2 separate regions of the Triticum aestivum genome follow, and region 2 is linked to region 1. A link is a contact called in public Hi-C data. All regions are on one chromosome and are shown on one strand. Each heading gives the region's core, a stretch centred on a gene start, on an enhancer-like site or on the middle of the called end of the contact. The rest is flanking DNA. Distances are from core to core; before and after follow the strand shown.

Region 1 (6,009 bases), core at 1,754-4,253:
GGGCGCAGGCCGGCGGGACCGCTTCTTCAGCCTGGCGTCGAATCTCGGTGGCCGACGCGGCGGATGGATGCGCGCTGGCGGGAGGTGGTGCGAGGCGGCGCGGCGGCGCGACGCTGTGGAGGGCGCAGGCCAGCTGCGGGTTGGTGCTCCTCGCCGCGAAGGAGTTCGTGGATGGCCAGATCCGAGCGGGTTGATCCGTTTTCGGCCCGAATCGGGTGCGTCTTCAGCGCTGGCCGGCGTCCTTGGGGTGCTCACGGCAGGGAGTGCGGCGGTTGTCTCTGGATCCTTGCGTGGAGCGTAGCAGGATGGAGGATGTAGGTGGTGCACCGGCACTGGCGGCGGCGGCGGTGCGAGCGCAGCCATGGCGGCGGCGGCGCTGCGAGGCCTTGCCAGGAAGGGTCTTGGCGGGCAGCGGGCGTTTGGTTGCTGCCGTGTGAGGCGTGCGGCGATGCCTTGGCGGTGTGGGTGCCGGAGGGTGGTCGGAGGTGCGGGTCAGATTCATTCTGGTGGCAGTCCCCTGGCGTGGGTGAAGGCGACCGTGGCGGAACTGGCTTTGCACCGCTCGGTGGTTGCTGCGGCTCCTAGTCGATGTTGAAGGTGATGGCTTTAGGCGTGTTCCCTCGGCAGTGAGGGGGGCTTCGATGGCAAGTTGTTGCGGTGACGGCGGTGCGAGGCATCTGATCGGGACTGGCCGGGATCTTGGAGACTTGGAGATGTGCAGAGCTACGGATGAAAATCTTGTTCGGTTGTGGCCGGACCGGCGTTGATGGCACCTGCGGGTGTCATTCACCTTCCTGGAGGCTTCGCCGAGTGCGACGCCATCTTCCTCGCGACCTCGTATTGGCAGCTGTCTCCGGGGCGAAAGCCTTGATTCATAAGATCGGCATGATGGCAACGTCTTTGAGGTTGTTACTCTGTTGGGAGCATTGTGCTGGGAGACTCGAGGTCCCATGATGCGCTCCTCCGGTGTTCACCGCTACCCAGATCTTTCTCCTTCGGCGCCATGTACGGTCGTCGCTGGCTACTCCAAGGAAGCTGGAGTTGCTGTTCTTCGGAGGTCTTCAGTGTCGGCCGAGACACGGCAAGGGGCTCGGTGTTGGGTAGGCTTCTTGTGTCGTAGCCGTGTTGTTGTGTTTGGTTGTCCTTGTACGAACCGGGTGTGGAGTTGGTCACCTTCGTTCTCCGCAGCGAATGGTTGACGTTGTTATGTCTTATTTCTCTCCTTCTATAAAGCTAAGGTATACAATTTGCGTACCCTCGAAAAAAAAAATCACAAGAGAAGCAAAGCAAGATGTATGAAAAAGTAGGATTAGAATGTTATGTATGAATCCTAGGATTGGAGAACATGATAGGAAAAACAAAGCAAGATGTCTGAGTGGATGGAATTCTTCTCCAAGATAGTGCACAAGAGGGACCCTAAGAAATATTTTTGCGAAGGATTTCTATTGTGTGAATCAAATGGTCTCCAAAGGGATAATTTTGAATCCCCTAAAATTTCCGTGAAATTCCTTTGAATCAAAGAACCATGTATTTTTTGTATCTACCGTGTCATCAGAATCTTCAATCACATAGTGTATGTGCTGTGCCATCAAATTCCAAATCAAAACTAGATACATTCACTTGCTGAGAAAAATAAAAGATTAATAAGTCGTATCTGATCTGTAGTTTAAATGCCTCCCCAAATTAAGATTTTTATCAATTCTTGCAGTGCCAAATCTATTGAGTGCAGGATTATTAAAGGACGCCGATAACGCCCACACGTATGACATACTAAACATTCGCCCATACACCGTGTTTGGCATGAGCAGGAGGCAGCCCACACTGGCTATGTGTGGGCGAACATTATAATTGCCCATACGTGTGGGCGCAGCTATTTCGTGCCACACGCCCAACAAGTACTACTCATCTCCACCCTGCGCGTGTGGCACGAAGCAAAAATGCCCACACGTCCTGGCGCGGCTACGTTAGGTACCCGCGGGATGACGATTTAGTTGCCATCCGAGATGGCAGATGTAGTTATCCGGGATGGCAACTGCAGTTGTGAAAGCATGGCAACTCTATCTGTTTTGGTTAACTATAGTTGCCATGTATAATTTATGCTAGTTGTGCGTGTAATCAAACAATAGTTGCCGTGTGTGATTAACTACTTGCCACATATGGTCAAACAGTAGTTGTCATGTGTGTTTACCTATTTGCCACGTGTGGTCCAACCATAGTTGTCATGTGTGTTTATCTGGTTGCCACATATGCGCAACTGCAGTTACCGTTTAGCAACGAATCATAGTTGTCATGTGTGCTTACCTAGTTGCCACGTACGTGTAACTGCAGTTGCCACCCAGCAACGTACGAGTGTCGTGTGGGCAAAAACAGTTCGCCCACCCGCACATGGACTAGGTGGTGGCGGTGTGGGCGAATGCCCACACAGCACAGCTGGCAAACCGCGTGCTGCGGGCGTGTGGGCGAACTCTTCAACACCCACACACCAGCCCCGTCCTACGTGGCATAAAAAATCTGGCAAAATATGCCAAGATTCGTGCAAACACAAACGAACGTTGATCCATGCGTGTGGGCGAGATGCAGACACCCATACGTGTGGGCGTTAATATTTCCGTTATTAAAATGCATGGGATAGGGGAAACGTACGATTGGAATGTCATTTTTTGAATCCTATATAAGGTTAGAAAATCATAGAAATTTGGGTCAAAGATTTTATTTTTGAGGGGAAAAGGAATCTATTCCTATGAATCAAACTACTATAAAATCTCACAAAATCCTCCCAAACTCCTGTAGAATTTCTTTGAATCAAAGAGTCCTAATTCTGAATCCCTGCTCTGAAATTTTGCAAAATTTGGTGTCGCTGTTTCCATCACCAACCCCCACCCAGCATCAGCCCATGACCTCCCGCCGACCGCAGTGGGCCGCTGGGGCTGGTGGTGGCGGAGGAGACGGGGACGGCACTGGGGCACAGCCGCCAAGACGATCGGCGGAGCAGCACAAAAGATTTTCATTCATAAACAATTTCCGCACCAGCAGCGAACCACCGCCCCAGAAAAGCGAGCCGCCTTTTCTCCTCGCTTCCTTTTCCCTCCCTCCTCTCCTCTGATCTCGCCGCACCGTGCCGCCGAGGAATAGAGATGGCCGCGCTCCGCCTCCCCGCCCCGCCGACGGCGAGGTGGGCCCCGCCGCCGCCGTCCTCCGCGCGGTGGCAGCACCCCCCGTGCCGGGGCGGCGCCAGGCGTCCCGCGGCGTTGCGGGCCGGCGGGGAGGAGGGCCCGGGCCCGGAAGAGCCGCCGGTGAGGACGCTCCTCATCGACAACTACGACAGCTACACCTACAACATCTTCCAGGAGCTCTCCGTCGTCAACGGCGGTGAGCCACCCCACCAACCCCGCTTGGCCGCTCCCCTCTCGCTCTCACTGAACACTCTCATCTTTGCCTTAATCTAGCTCCGCGACCGACGACGAGTAGTCTCCTTATAGCTTCCCGCAGTGCCCATTTGTTGAATTGAATCGATTGATTGTTGGAGATGTTCTGAACTAGTAGATTGAGAGAGATCACCCCTTTCCTACTGCTTTACTGGACGGTGTCCTTATGGCCGGTCGCCTGAATCTGCAGTGCCGCCTGTGGTGGTGCGCAACGACGAGTGGGCGTGGAGGGATGTTTACAATTGGGTGTACAAGAAGAGGGCCTTTGACAACATCGTGATCTCGCCTGGCCCTGGATCTCCGTCGTGTCCTACCGACATAGGTGAGGGCTATGCACCAATTCTAATTCACTTGCTACTTGCTACGCTTGTATCTGTCAAAGAATGATGTTATATACTTGTGTTGTTTTTTCAGGTGTATGTCTGCGGATACTTTGCGAGTGCGGAGATATACCCATTCTAGGTGTCTGCCTTGGCCACCAGGTGAAACAATAATGTTTGTCCTTGTAAACTTGTTTATGAAGGGAAGTTATGGACCGTGTGGTGTCGTCATGGCCTGAAAATGATACCGTGTTTGATTGTTGCAGGCCTTGGGATTAGTTCATGGCGCTAAGATTGTTCACGCTCCTGAAGCTATACATGGGCGACTTAGGTAAGATGTTGAACTCTTCTTCGCGCTAATGTATACTTCCAGCTTTCTGATAAATGCAAATCCCTATCATGATCGTCAAGTTCTAGCTGCTCTTACGGTTAACACATGGCCTGACACTTAACTTTCCTTAATCAGTGAAATTGAGCATAATGGATGCTACCTCTTTAATCACATCCCATCAGGTATAAACTCTGGATTCAAGGTTAGTGTACCACTGAATTTACCAAACCCTGTACCATTTGTGTTTCAGTCTGTACTTTCCACTTGTGCTGCAAAAAGCATTGTACTTACTGATGCTATTTTCAGGTAGTGCGCTACCATTCACTTGTAATAGAAGCAAGCTCACTGCCTGAGGATCTTGTATCAATAGCATGGACGGCTTCTCCCAAAATGCTATCTTTCCTTGATAGTGATCAGCCTGATAATACTCCCTTCTGGGGATCATTGAATAACTTATCCATAACTGACCCTTCAGAGCGCATTAACAATGGTGAAGTGCCAATTACCATAAACAATACTAGTAAGCCGGACGGCCACAAGATTGTCATGGGCATCAAGCATTCCAGCATGCCTCATTATGGAGTGCAGGTATACTGGCTACTTCTGTTTCATGTTTCCTCTTAAATTGATATTTCTTCTTATAATTGATTGCCTTTTATTTCAGTTCCATCCAGAGAGTGTTGCTACACATTATGGAAGACAGATTTTTCAAAACTTTAAGAGGATAACAACTGATTTTGGATCACAATCATCGTTGTTTCAGGAAAGAAAGGTTCACAGTATTGGTAAACTGGAAAGCCCTCAAGTACCATACATGACTAAATATTTCCTGCACATACCCTTCATACTCCATCGTAGTTGACTTTCTAATTGTTCGCCAGGTCAATTCTGCAGATCAATGCAATTATGTCCCGAAGGGCTTGTCACACACTGAAGGACTGGAGCTTGGCGATTCTGTTGGGGTTCACATGCTTGCAGAGAGAAATATCAAGAAAAAATATCTACGATTGAGATGGAAGAGGATTGATAACTTCCTCAGCCGCACAAATGGCTCTGAAGACATTTTCTCGGAGCTTTTTGGTCATCAAAATGCCGAAGATACATTTTGGCTGGATAGCTCATCAGTTGATCAGGTGCCAAATCAGCTTACTCTTGATTGATCATCCAGTTAATTTACTGTGTGATTTCATCTGATCTCTGATGTAAGTGGAGCTTGACGAGGATACGATTTTTATGTTATTACAACTAATTAGATGCTCATTTTACATGCAGATTTACTGCATAAACAACAAAAGATGCATAAAACTTATCCATTTACATTTCTTCTAACTCAAGCCTGTTTCAAAAAGAACCTTGCTTTCACTTTAGGAGATGAAATGATCAGAACAAATGTGGGTAATATTTTTCTTAATCTGCGTGAATTAAGTTGGAATCAGTTTGCAGTCAAGTCGATAAATTGGAAATGTATTAACTTCCCCGATCGACGATGCATTTTTCTCTCTGTTTTTTTTGGTTAAATGATCATCATATTTTCGTTCTGAGCTATTGCTTCTTGCAGAACAGGGCACGCTTTTCATTTATGGGTGGTAAGGGTGGACCTTTGTGGAAGCAAATGACATTTCACCTCTCCAATCAAAGGTAGGAAGGCACTCAAAACAGAAGCAAAAATATTTGGTGCATTTTCATGTATCCTAAATGTTCATGTTATCCTGGATTTCTTCCAGGGCCAACTGTGGAGGAACCATTACTATTCGAGGTGCTCATGGATCTGCTGTGAAAAACTCTCTCAAAGATGGCTTCTTGGAATTCCTTCACAAGGTATAAGTTGAAATGGTGCACTTGATGAACCTCACATTATTTTTTGTGATGTCAATATTGTATTCTGCCACTGTATCCAAGTTATTTAGTTCCAATGCTCGCACCGCATATCACA
Region 2 (6,009 bases), core at 1,027-3,526, 810 kb before region 1:
CGAAAAAGGTGGCGCAGAAATCGAGGCGGCCCTGCCTAATCCAACCCGATTACTGCGGCCTCCTCCGCCCCATGCGCTTCCCAAAATTCGAATCCCGCGAGATCCGCGGGCAACAGAGCAACCTGTCAGACGGAAGATTTTCTCCATATCAACGCTCGGAGCTTTTCAGTAAAAGTTCACTCGACAAAACCAAGAATGGATCAAGGCGACTGAAAAAGAAGTTGGTGTCACCATGTTGATTCGTCGATCCCAACAAGATAGTTCCGAAGCGCGAAAATTGAATCGGAAGTATTTTCAACTCCTTCTCCACTCAAACCCTGAACCATTCGGGGGCTAATGATGAGGCTATGTACCTAGGGTAGGGTTATAGGCCTGACCTAGACACCCTCCCCAAGGACATCACCCTAGAGTCAGAAGCATTCGAAGGGTACCATCATCCACTCGACCAGAAACGTTCCACTCGGAAGAATCACTGTCACTCGACCGTAACAGAAACAACTCGACATACAGAAGATCTAAAGTCACTCTGCACAGCAGCGGTCGGGCATTTACTCATAGACTTAATGATCATTTATAGCACTTTATTACGGACGTTACCTGTAACGCTCCTTCTTTATGTACATTGAACTCCTTGTAACGTTGGCTGGCTGGGGTCCTGGCACACTCTATATAAGCCACCCCCTCCACTAGCACAAGGGTTCGCACCCCCTGTAACACACACACGCATAATCCAGTCGACCGCCTCCGGGCACCGAGACGTAGGGCTATTACTTCCTCCGCGAAGGGCCTGAACTCGTAAAACTTGTGTGTACAACTTTGCCATAGCCAGGATCTTGCCTCCTCATACCTACCCCCCATTCTACTGTTAGTCCTCGATCCACGACAACCCCCCCCCTAAAAAAACAAAAACCCCAGCTCCTGAGCTGCTAATGTGTGGATGTTTTTGGTCCCGATTGGTGTTACCAACCGGGACCAAAGGCCCTCCTGCCTGCTCTCCGAAGCGGCTATGTGGAGCCCCACCTGTCCCGGTCCGTAAGCGAACCGGGACTAAAGGTCATGGGCTTTAGTCCCGGTTCCAGAACCGGGACAAATGGGTCTTTTTCTTCTAGTGGTTGTAGCTCCCTGGAGATGAAATAAGGTTCTCCCCTCCTATCCTCCGTCCCAACTATGTGTCTCGCATCGTCAGATGGCGTGTGGAGGTGTGTCTTCCGCGGATCTCGCGGTATTTCATCGGTGTTTGTCTTTGCTGGATCTGTTTGGACCCGTTCTTCGTTCGTCTGCATTCAAGTGTCTATAGGTTGGATCCCTTCCATCTACGTTTCTTGTCATCGGTGACAGTTGTTGATTGGTACGCTGGTCCTTTGGGTCTTAGTTTTAACTGCCCTAAGGTTTGTCTGACTCCTGTGAGAGGGGGGGGGGGGGGGGCGATGACAGTAGCAACATTCAGCTCGCTCAAGTGTTTGTACTCATCGCTAGGTGGTCTACGAAAATAGATCACTTCTGGTATTCTTTGTATTGACGTGATATTTGATATGAATAGATCGTATATGGAAAGTTTGTGTAAAGAAGCAGCTCAAAAGCTAAAAACGTTAGGACTCAAAATGTTGATCAAACAGAATTAGGCAGCTGACCTCGCAAGGCGTAACCGCTTGCAGTGACCCAAAGCTGGAGGATAACCCAGGATGATCAAAGAATACAGTATCAGTATCTGGCATCGCTTAATAAAATATATAATCGGGCAGCCGAGTGCATAAGCGTAACCACTGGCTGATCATCATGGATGTGGATGGGATGCTCCCAAATATCCTGGACGTTAGACCCGCCCAACTCGAATCACACGGCGAAATCATGAGAGCATCTTCAATAGACGCCCAAAAAAAGCTCCGCGCGCTAAAATTTCATTTTTTTGACGCCGAACATCTTCAACAGATACTGTAAAATATTACGTGCGCTAAAAAGTTTTGGGCACGCGCTGAAAAACGCTATCGTGCACAGCATATTTTAGGCTCCGAATTGCGCACGCTTCACAATTTGCACTGCGTGCTTTTGTGAGCACACGTTTTTGGCGTTTACTAAAATAATGTGGGTCCCGGCACAATAAAAGTGCTACAATGACGTGCTATAACTTTTATTCGACGTGAATTTTTTGTGCGGCCGTTGGAGACGGTTTGACAGCCCTCGGGTAACTCCTCCTTACCGTACGCGCCGCTGCCGCCTGCCGGGTCAACGGGGGAAGGAAAGGCGCGCGCGGCGGAGAAGCAACCCAACCGCTGCACCGATCAGGAAAACGACCCACATTTTACTCTACCGCCCGAGCGCAGCGCGCCCTCGTGGCCCCGCCCGACGCCGGGCACGCGCCCCCGACGGATCACCAGCCGTCGCTCCAGCGCCGCACGCTACGCGGTGGCGGGGCCGGCCGCGCACGTACGAGGCGTTGCCGGAAAGCGGGTGGGCGGCTTACCCGGAAGAAGCGGCGGCGACTCGTCGACCCTGATCCCGGTCCCTAGGAGCGGCAGTGGCCATGTGTCCCGAGGCCGGCCAGGTGGGCAGGGCGGCGGGTATATATAGGGCGGCCACATGAGGCCTTTCTCATCGTCTTCCTCAGCCTGCCGCGTGTTCCATCTCGCTATCTGCCCGCCCCTTCGCTGTACCTGAGCGGCACCCATCGCCATCTTCCTCATCACCACTCCCCCAAGTCCAGTGGAGCTACGTGCGTGCGTACGCTCGTTCGTTCCTTCCTTCCTTCCTTCCCCGAAACAAAAAAAATAGACAGAGAGCCCTCCTGCTCGGTCGCTCTCTGCCTTTGCCTCCGCCTCCGTGATGATGAATTGTGTGTGGGGTGGAAACAGAGACTGTCAGTACCATGGGTCAAGCTGATAAGACTTGGCAAAATTAAATTGGCACCCTAAACTAGTAAACTTTTTCCTTGTTATGCTTCCATTGTTCTCAATTAATAGATAACTCTATGTTTCCCTCTTCTCCGCAGAAAATGGCAATGATGGTGGATCCCCCGAACGGCATGGGAAACCACGGGAAGCACTACTACACCATGTGGCAGACCATGTTCGAGATCGACACCAAGTACGTGCCGATCAAGCCCATCGGGAGAGGAGCCTACGGGATAGTTTGCTCCTCGATCAACCAGGAGACCAACGAGAAGGTCGCCATCAAGAAGATAAACAACGTCTTTGACAACCGCCTGGATGCGCTGAGGACGCTGCGCGAGCTGAAGCTCCTTCGGCACCTGCGCCATGAGAATGTCATTGCCTTGAAGGATATAATGATGCCGATACATAGGAGGAGCTTCAAGGATGTCTACTTGGTCTCCGAGCTCATGGACATGGATCTGCATCAGATAGTCAAGTCGTCTCAGCCGCTGTCCAATGACCACTGCCAGTATTTCCTTTTTCAGGTATGCGTCGGCTCTGTTTTTCATTTTTACCTTTGCATAACGCTTATCCATGTAGTCTTTCATCTGTTCACCATTCTGACATAAGCTAGTTTGTTCATGCTTCAGGTGTACGCTAGTATAATGTTGTTTTTGCAGTTCATACTAATTTGCATTAAGTTCATGATCTATCTAAAGCTGTTGGGTTTTAACTAGTTAAGTTGCCAAAGAACAATCTGCTAATTTATGGAAGAAGCACATGTCAATTTGAATATGTCTAGTAGTAGCTTAGCTTCTATAGCTGCTCCCTAATGGTGCTTGTGCCCTGGAAGTGCATTTCTTAAAAGCAACCTAATACACAGCAGACATGAATATGGTATTTGCATGAACCTATAACTTGAGCCTCTGTAAATTATTTGAGGAAAACTATGTAGAAACTGAACTTGAGCATCTTGCATCGGACCGATAATTAAATAGTTGTCCTACAGATTAGTCTTGTTTGTTACCATGTCATCTTCTCCTTTTTCTGCTGATCCTTTTTCTCTCATATTTGTCGATCAATCAATAATCTAAGACCCCCACCATTTTCCTTGACTGTAGGTGCTCCGAGGACTGAAGTACCTTCATTCAGCGGGGATACTCCATAGAGACCTGAAGCCTGGGAACCTTCTGGTCAATGCGAACTGTGACCTGAAGATCTGTGACTTTGGTCTGGCCCGCACAAATAACACTAAAGGTCAGTTTATGACAGAATACGTTGTCACCCGCTGGTACAGAGCTCCCGAGCTGCTACTCTGCTGCGACAACTATGGCACTTCCATAGATGTCTGGTCTGTTGGCTGCATCTTTGCTGAGCTACTTGGCCGCAAGCCGATCTTTCCAGGAACTGAGTGCCTTAATCAGCTTAAGCTTATAGTCAATGTTCTTGGCACCATGAGCAAGGCTGATCTCGCGTTCATTGACAACCCAAAAGCTGGCAACTACATTAAATCCCTTCCATACACCCCGGGGATGCCCCTCAGTATCATGTACCCGCACGCGCACCCTCTTGCCATTGATCTGTTGCAGAAGATGCTTGTCTTCGACCCTTCCAAGAGGATCAGTGTCACCCAGGCTCTGGAGCACCCCTACATGTCCCCGCTGTATGATCCCAGCGCAAACCCTCCTGCTCAGGTGCCCATCGATCTCGACATAGATGAAAACATTGGCACAGATATGATCCGAGAAATGTTGTGGCAGGAGATGCTCCAGTACCACCCTGGGGCCGCCAGGATGGTGAATATGTGACAAGCAGGAATGAACATGTGAGAGCAGTGTGCCACACCAGGGCCTTCACATGTTCATTCTTCGTATAAAGCTTTAATGCAATTATCACAATGCCGTCGAGTGACCTGTTTATGTAAATATGTGTACAATAAACGGCGTATGGATTTCTCTAGCTGTGGGTCAGTACTTGGTAGTATATACATAGACTACTGTGTTGTAGAAGCGGAATTCGGTTATGAAGAAGCTTGTGTAAGTTGTAATCTTCTTCTTTTTTTCCCTGATTGTAAGTTTGTAATCTTAGACACTACTCTATGTATATGGACTACTGTATTGTAGAAGCGGAATTCGGTTAATTAAGAATTGGGTTATGAAGAAGCTTGTGTAAGTTGTAATCTTCTCTTCTCCCCATGATTGTAAGTTGTAATTTTAGAAGCTGCTCTATGTATGGAAGGCCTAAACTTTCAAGTGACCTTGTTTGCTTCTACCTTCAAATTTGTCTTGTTTCTTCAAGAGCTAGAAAACTGCAGTTTGTATGATGTTTTCTGTTTGGCTTAAAATGTATAAACTCTGAAGCCCCCTTGTAATCTGCAATGTAGTACCACCATATGCTGATGTACACACTGAATGTGCTGATGCAATGGTGGTCAAAGTTATTACTCCTATTCCCCTGGGAAAGAACTCATCCGAAGAATTCTGAACTCTCAAGCCCTCAACTGGAGTCCAGGTCCAACGAAACCCCCGCGTCGCCAGCCCCTGGCGACACGGAGGGCGATCTACCGCGCCGGCCCTAGGCCTCCGCTCCTCTCTCCCTCCTCCTGCCGCCGCCCGAGGCCAGGCCGGCGTTGCCTGGCCAATGACGGCGGCGGCGGGGCCCTCTCCCTCGCGCGGTGATGGCGATCTCCTGTCAGCGGCGGCGGCTCATGGATCGACGGTGCACCGGCGGCAAGGAGCAGCGGGCGCCCGGCGGCGAGTGTGACGGCAACGACAGCGCAGGCGCGTTCTTCCCGCGGCCGAGGAGCACCTGTGGCAGCGGCCCAGATCGCGGGCCTCGTCCGCGGGCCAGCAGATCTGGAGGGCGTCTACAGGCGGGCATGGTGGGCCTGACGGCGCCGGCTTAGGCACCGCGGTGGTGCCGTGGCCGGTCAGGCGGCGGCGGCCTGGATCCATCGTCCAGTCCCCGGCAGAGATGGCGGCGATCCGTGCACGAGATGCTTGATGGAGGTCCTTCGAACAGATCCGGGTGAAAACTTGCTTTTGGCTTACTGCCAAAGCCAGCGGTGGCGGCGCTATTTTGCGACATTCCCTTCTTGAAGGCATCGCCGAGGAGAGTTTCAAGGTCACTGTCTGCTACCTCC

Evidence for each region. A called contact is a pair of places that touch in the nucleus more often than the background predicts.
Region 2: a contact with region 1 is called in a Hi-C map of leaf, with 5 times the contacts expected there. The contact joins the promoter of LOC123169996 here to the promoter of LOC123164873 in region 1. A contact is called at or near these places in 2 of 5 Hi-C or Micro-C datasets (both in leaf).

What each region holds. Positions count from the first base shown.
Region 1 is chr7D:534,444,620-534,450,628 of IWGSC CS RefSeq v2.1, reverse strand. It overlaps LOC123164873 (probable aminodeoxychorismate synthase, chloroplastic), which reads left to right and starts at 3,003. Exons shown (of 13, transcript XM_044582480.1): 1 at 3,003-3,369; 2 at 3,616-3,747; 3 at 3,840-3,907; 4 at 4,012-4,076; 5 at 4,212-4,278; 6 at 4,383-4,664; 7 at 4,741-4,881; 8 at 4,958-5,209; 9 at 5,635-5,714; 10 at 5,801-5,894. The coding sequence starts at 3,135.
Region 2 is chr7D:535,256,434-535,262,442 of IWGSC CS RefSeq v2.1, reverse strand. LOC123169996 (mitogen-activated protein kinase 4) reads left to right here and starts at 2,276. Exons shown (of 2, transcript XM_044587847.1): 1 at 2,276-3,412; 2 at 3,989-5,008. The coding sequence starts at 2,966. The coding sequence ends at 4,675.